Linked DNA regions of Mus musculus: region 1 is linked to region 2. A link is a contact called in public ChIA-PET data. All regions are on one chromosome and are shown on one strand. The core of a region is the stretch at or near the end of the contact, and the rest is flanking DNA. Distances in the headings are between cores, read along the strand shown.

Region 1 (3,317 bases), core at 490-2,989, 400 kb after region 2:
CTGTGTGCTCCCACTGTCCTGTGTGCTCCCACTGACCCGTGTGCTCCTACTGATCCATGTGTTCCGACTCTCTATGTGCTCCCATTCTCCTGTGTGCTCCCACTGTCCTGTGTGCCCCCACTGTCCTGTGTGCTCCCACTCTCCTGTGTGCTCTCACTGTCCTGTGTGCTCCCACTCTCCTGTGTGCTCCCACTGACCCGTGTGTTCCCACTGACCCGTGTGTTCCCACTGTCCTGTGTGCTCCCACTGTCCTGTGTGCTCCCACTGACCCGTGTGCTCCTACTGATCCATGTGTTCCGACTCTCTATGTGCTCCCATTCTCCTGTGTGCTCCCACTGTCCTGTGTGCCCCCACTGTCCTGTGTGCTCCCACTCTCCTGTGTGCTCTCACTGTCCCGTGTGCTCCCACTCTCCTGTGTGCTCCCACTGACCCGTGTGTTCCCACTGACCCGTGTGTTCCCACTGTCCTGTGTGCTCCCACTGACCCGTGTGTTCCCACTGTCCTGTGTGCTCCCATTGTCCTGTATGTTCCCACTGTCCTGTGTGCTCCCACTGTCCTGTGTGCTCCCACTGACCTGTGTGTTCCCACTGTCCTGTGTGCTCCCACTGTCCTGTGTGCTCCCACTGTCCTGTGTGCTCCCACTGACCCGTGTGTTCCCACTGTCCTGTGTGCTTTGAAGTTCAGTCCCTGACAAGAAGATTAGCTATCATTCTATGTGGTCCAGCTGTCCTATTTCTAAGTATATAGTGTTTCTAAGTATATAGTGTGTTCTAAGTATATAGTATTTCTAAGTATATAGTGTGTTCTAAGTATATAGTATTTCTAAGTATATAGTGTATAAAAATTTGTTTTTGTTTCCCATAAAAACTATTTTACTTCATGTGTGTGGGTGTTTTGTCTGATGTCTGTCAGTGTGCCACTTCTACACCTGGTGCTAGTAGAGGCCAAGAGGGTGTCAGAGTGTCTGGAACTGGAATTGCTTCCATGTGCTCGCTAGGAATCAAACTTGGGTCCTCCAGAGTTGCAGGTAGTGCTCTTCACTGCCGAGCCATCTCTACAGCATTGTGTGTGTGAGTGTGTGTGTCCTCCTTTGCTTATTCTTTTAAGCAGGGTCTCTCCCTGAACCTAGAGTTGCATTGTAGGCTGAAAACCAGCAAGTTCCCCCTTTCTCCACTGCTTTTAGGGTTGTATAGGTATATACAATATGCCTGGCTAGTGTGTTGGAATATGAACTCTGGGTCTCAAAATTGCTCAGCAAGTTCTCCTAACTGTGGAACCATTTCTCTAGCTCCTAAGTATATACTTAACAGAAACGAAAACCTATGTTTATAAAACTTTTAGTCCAGATGAACAGGTAATGCACAATGCTGTCGGTCCCTCTAGCAAAGTATCATTAAGTAGGAAGAAGAAATGAGGCACTGCTAGCATGCCACAGCGTGCATGCGTGATTTTTAGAACACAGTACTTTAAAAAAAGATGCTGCTTGTGTGGTGGTTTGAGGGAGAAAGGTCCCGCATGATCTCAGATATTTGAATACTTGGTTCCCAGTCGGTGGGTGGCGCTGTTTCGTGGAGGGTCTGGCCGTGAGGTCTGGCTGGAGGAAGCATGACACCAGCCAGACTCAGGCTGTGAGATGGAAAAGCAGTCTTGCCTGCTTTCAGTTTGCTCTCTCTGCTACATGCTTGTGGTTGAGGTGTGAGCACTCAGCTTCCAGATCCAGCTGTTATGATGCCTTGCTATGATGCCTCTCACCGCCCCCACAAATGACTCCACCCTCTGGAACTGCAAGCTCAAGTGACCTCCTCCTTCTGTACGTTTCCTTGCTTGTGGTGGTTTATCACAGCAACAGAAAAGTAGCTGACAGATAAAAACCACCAACGCGTGCGTGTGGCTTTTGTTTTGTGTTGTTTTGTTCCTTTTTGTTTTGTTTTGTTTTCTCGTACACACCATTCAGAACAGAATTTCTGACACTAGGTATCTGTGTGGGAGGTTTCCAACACCAACCTGTTCTATGATTTAACTCGGTAGCGTCGGCCCTCACAGGCTGAAGGCTCAGATCTGCAGAAACGCTCCTTGCCTTCCCGTTAGATTTTAATTGCAAGCCTCAGGTTGTAGCTTGTACTTCTGACTGAGTAGCTCTTACTCAGGGCTCCTGTGGTCTCCCCTCGTGTCAGCTTGCTAAAGTGGTGGGTGGATTTCAGGGACACACCGAGTTGAGATTGAGATACTCATCATAGAGCTATAGAAAAGACGCAGAGCATCATCCATCCTGACCAAGTAGGTTTTATTCCAGGGATGCAGGGATGGTTTAATATACGAAAATCCATCAATGTAATCCATTATATAAACAAACTCAAAGACAAAAACCACATGATCATCTCGTTAGATGCAGAAAAAGCATTTGACAAGATCCAACACCCATTCATGATAAAAGTTCTGGAAAGATCAGGAATTCAAGGCCAATACCTAAACATGATAAAAGCAATCTACAGCAAACCAGTAGCCAACATCAAAGTAAATGGAGAGAAGCTGGAAGCAATCCCACTAAAATCAGGGACTAGACAAGGCTGCCCACTTTCTCCCTACCTTTTCAACATAGTACTTGAAGTATTAGCCAGAGCAATTCGACAACAAAAGGAGATCAAGGGGATACAAATTGGAAAAGAGGAAGTCAAAATATCACTTTTTGCAGATGATATGATAGTATATATAAGTGACCCTAAAAATTCCAACAGAGAACTCCTAAACCTGATAAACAGCTTCGGTGAAGTAGCTGGATATAAAATAAACTCAAACAAGTCAATGGCCTTTCTCTACACAAAGAATAAACAGGCTGAGAAAGAAATTAGGGAAACAACACCCTTCTCAATAGCCACAAATAATATAAAATATCTCGGCGTGACTCTAACGAAGGAAGTGAAAGATCTGTATGATAAAAACTTCAAGTCCCTGAAGAAAGAAATTAAAGAAGATCTCAGAAGATGGAAAGATCTCCCATGCTCATGGATTGGCAGGACCAACATTGTAAAAATGGCTATCTTGCCAAAAGCAATCTACAGATTCAATGCAATCCCCATTAAAATTCCAACTCAATTCTTCAACGAATTAGAAGGAGCAATTAGCAAATTCATCTGGAATAACAAAAAACCGAGGATAGCAAAAACTCTTCTCAAGGATAAAAGAACCTCTGGTGGAATCACCATGCCTGACCTAAAGCTTTACTACAGAGCAATTGTGATAAAAACTGCATGGTACTGGTATAGAGACAGACAAGTGGACCAATGGAATAGAATTGAAGACCCAGAAATGAACCCACA
Region 2 (3,242 bases), core at 181-2,680:
TAACACTGAGAAGCAAAGCCTCCGAGAGTGTCCAATGCAGAATGATAACCACTTCATTAGATCAGCCTGCAGCTTTATCTGAAGAGGGGATCACGTGTTGAATCTCGAATTTTAATTTCATTATTTAATACAACAGGAATGTTTGGGGGCGCCTCGGCAATGCTAGCAATCCCGTTTGTCGATCCTCAGTTCACCCACTTCTGACCTGATAGAAAACATGGCATTACCCTTATATCCCCCCTGGTTTGTTTGTTGGCTATGAACACCATCCAATCTTCACCATTTTTCTTTGCACCCCCCCCCTTTTTTTTTTCCTTTTGAGAGTATTCTCCTCCTGTGTTCAGGACCAAAGCAATAGATGATGTTGTTGTTGTTGTTGTTGTTGTTGTTGTTGTTGTCTCCCTATACAACTAACCATTTCTGCATATACAGGGAATGGTATACCTCACTTTCAGAGGTGTTTTCAGAGACACGATCACAGTGGATTATGACAGTTTCCTGAAGGGGAACGGCAGCAGCTGTTCTGTCCTTATGGGTAGGCTCAGAGGACCCACCCAATATACACAGCAGAGCACAGAAGAGACACAGACAGGCCCCTGAGCTCTGTTGTCCCTTTCCCACCCCACCATACAGTCTGCCTACCCAGATGGCATTCAGTTTCCCAAGACATTTTTCACACAAGGAATTTAGTCAGTGATTATATCAGCAAACTTTACAAAAACTAATTGTCCATGGGGCTCTTCCCTACTAATAATTAGGTCTTGACATATATATATATACATACATACACACACACATATACATACACACATATATATGTGTGTGTGTATGTGTGTGTGTGTGTGTGTGTATAGGTATATATATATATGAATGATCAGAGAGGTTTCCTGCCATGGGATCTGGAAAGGGGAGTTTGCAGCGCTAGAGTAATTGTGGGTGACATCATCTGCTCAGGATCTGCTGGAAAACATGTGGGTGTGGCCAGGCAGGGGCCGATCCTTTTTAGACCTACAAGAAAAGCACATGCAGGACCCTTGCTTTTTCCTATTTTATCATGTTATAAATCTTCCTAGTACAGTTTTTGTTTTTGTTTTTTTTTTTTGTTTTTTTAGTTTTTTAGTTTTTTTTCCGAGGCAGGGTTTCTCTGTATAGCCCAGGCTGTCCTGGAACTCACTCTGTAGACCAGGCTGGTCTGGAACTCAGAAATCCACCTGCCTCTGCCTCCCAAGTGCTGGGATTAAAGGTGTGCGCCACCACCTAGTATGGTTTTTAAAAGAAAAACAAAATAAAGTTTACAATAAAAAAAAAAAATGGTTGGTTGGACCTTGGAGCTTTGCTTAAATGTAGTAAGCTTAGGGTGGGGTCATGGCCCAGCATGCACCTTCCAGGCTGAAGGTCACAGCTGTACTGTCTGCCCTTGCCCCTCCACACCCGATGCTCTGTGGTGGTTGCTAAAGGGCAAACATAATGGACGGCTTTTGCAAACTCCCATCATAGCCCATCTTCTTCAGCTTAGAATTCATTGGCAGCTTAAGCTCATGGGCTCCAGCGTGGATATAGTTTTCTACTTCCAACTTCCCCCTTCTGCTCCTTTGCAAACTGTTTTTCTTCAAGATAAAAGCACAGCTAAAATTTCCTGGTGAAATGGAGATGAACGTGAGTGAGGGCATCTCATTTAGCCCCCCAGAAGCAGTGACAGCAGGCTGTTTATAACAGGAAGCCGCGCACAGCCAGCTCAAGGGCCTCCCGCCTTGGTGTGGTTTCCCAGCATTCCCCTGTTTCCTGCTTGACTCTTCTACCTCAGAGAGAGAGGGGAGAGGACAGAGAGTCAGAGGACAGCTGGTGAGAGTCAAGGATTATTAGTTCTTTCAGTGTGAATTGAGGGTATTAATGCCGACGTGCTCATGCTTATCAAAATAATCTCCTAAGGGGCTGGAGAGACGGCTCAGCAGTTAAGAGCACTGACTGCTCTTCCAAAGGTCCTGAGTTCAAATGTGAGCAACCACATGGTGGCTCACAACCATCCATAATGAGATCTGATACCCTCTTCTGGTATGTCTGAAGACAGCTACAGTGTACTTACATATAATAATAAATAAATCTTTACAAAAATACCTAAGCTTTTGGGAATTTTGCAAGCCGCTTGTTAAATGGTCATTAAAACAAAAGAAAACAAAAAACAAAAAACTAAGTTATAGGGACAGCTCATTGATTAAGACCTCTAGCTGTTCTTCCAGAGGACCCAGGTTCAATTCCTAGCACCCACATGGCAGCTCACAACCATCCCTAATTCCAGTACCAGGAAATGCATTGACTACTTCTGTCCTTGGGCACACGGTGCACATATACATAAAATAAAATAAACTATGCTCAGTGTTTCTGCAGAGTTGAGGTGTTGTATAAGGTTGACACATTTGTTATATGTGCATCTCAATTGCACTTATGTTTGTTGGCTTGACATTACCCTTAGTGGGAATATTTATACCATGGAATATAGCAAAGTCTCTGAAGCCTAGCCCCCTCCGCCCCACTTTTCCAGAAGATTGTTAAATATTTATAGGAAACCATCAGGTATATTTATGATATTTTGGTTATATTTTTCAGGTGTCTACTTAGGAGACATTGAAATATAAGCCATGTCTAGAATGTGACTCAGATGACTCAGAGAGGGTGGGCATTGTGATTATGATGTTGTTGGTCGGCATGTGGGCTCTGGTATGCTCACTCTGCTTTTGTGTGTGGTTGGAATTTCCCATAATAAAAAGTTAAAACACTAATTAAGGTTGCTACACTATAAACAAACAAGCTGTGTGTCCTCAGTGGTCAGGCACAGGATTCTGGCCCAGCACTTGGCTGGCCCTTAATTCTTACTAGCAAATCCCTTTAGTGTAAAACTCTTCTCAAATTTTGGAGCCCGTATTCTGTGTCATGCAGATCATTGACTTTAAAGACCTTTTTCTCATTAAGTAGCATCAAGAAGTCACCGTGCAGTTTACGGTAGACATGAAAGCAAAGGATCCTGATACAGCGTTCCCAGAGCTTTCCTTACGGGTGGGGTAGGGGTGGGGACACATGCGCTTGCTGGATGGCAGGTCCTGCTTGCAAAGCCATTTGTACAAATAGGAAGAATGAGCCACATTATTGCTCAGCAGGCTGCCGACAGCTATATTCCAGCTGTGTGCCCTTTAGATTTACTTTCAGTCTAGCTAGTTCGAGTCATCACTCTTGAAAGGAGAGCTCTT

Evidence for each region. ChIA-PET counts read pairs in DNA pulled down with a chosen protein or histone mark.
Region 1: a contact with region 2 is called in an RNA polymerase II ChIA-PET map of memory CD8 T cells, with 6 read pairs. The contact joins two enhancer-like sites. A contact is called at or near these places in 4 of 39 promoter capture datasets (the C10 cell line, cranial neural crest, frontonasal cranial neural crest and 1 more), 1 of 15 datasets of contacts at CTCF or cohesin (the NIH/3T3 cell line), 2 of 115 datasets of contacts at active chromatin or transcription factors (fetal liver and memory CD8 T cells) and 2 of 9 other capture datasets (embryonic stem cells and liver).

What each region holds. Positions count from the first base shown.
Region 1 is chr5:105,838,377-105,841,693 of GRCm38.p6, forward strand. No RefSeq gene overlaps it. Among named protein-coding and RNA genes, the nearest start is that of Zfp326, 37 kb to the right of the region's middle. Within about 2 kb of position 1,740, at least 11 of the 459 cell types and tissues checked have an H3K27ac peak or open chromatin away from gene starts, as enhancers often do. A contact at or near this core is called in memory CD8 T cells, where this site is marked.
Region 2 is chr5:105,441,856-105,445,097 of GRCm38.p6, forward strand. The region is part of intron 1 of Lrrc8b (leucine rich repeat containing 8 family, member B); the gene reads left to right. Among named protein-coding and RNA genes, the nearest start is that of Lrrc8b, 28 kb to the left of the region's middle. Within about 2 kb of position 1,431, at least 92 of the 459 cell types and tissues checked have an H3K27ac peak or open chromatin away from gene starts, as enhancers often do. A contact at or near this core is called in memory CD8 T cells, where this site is marked.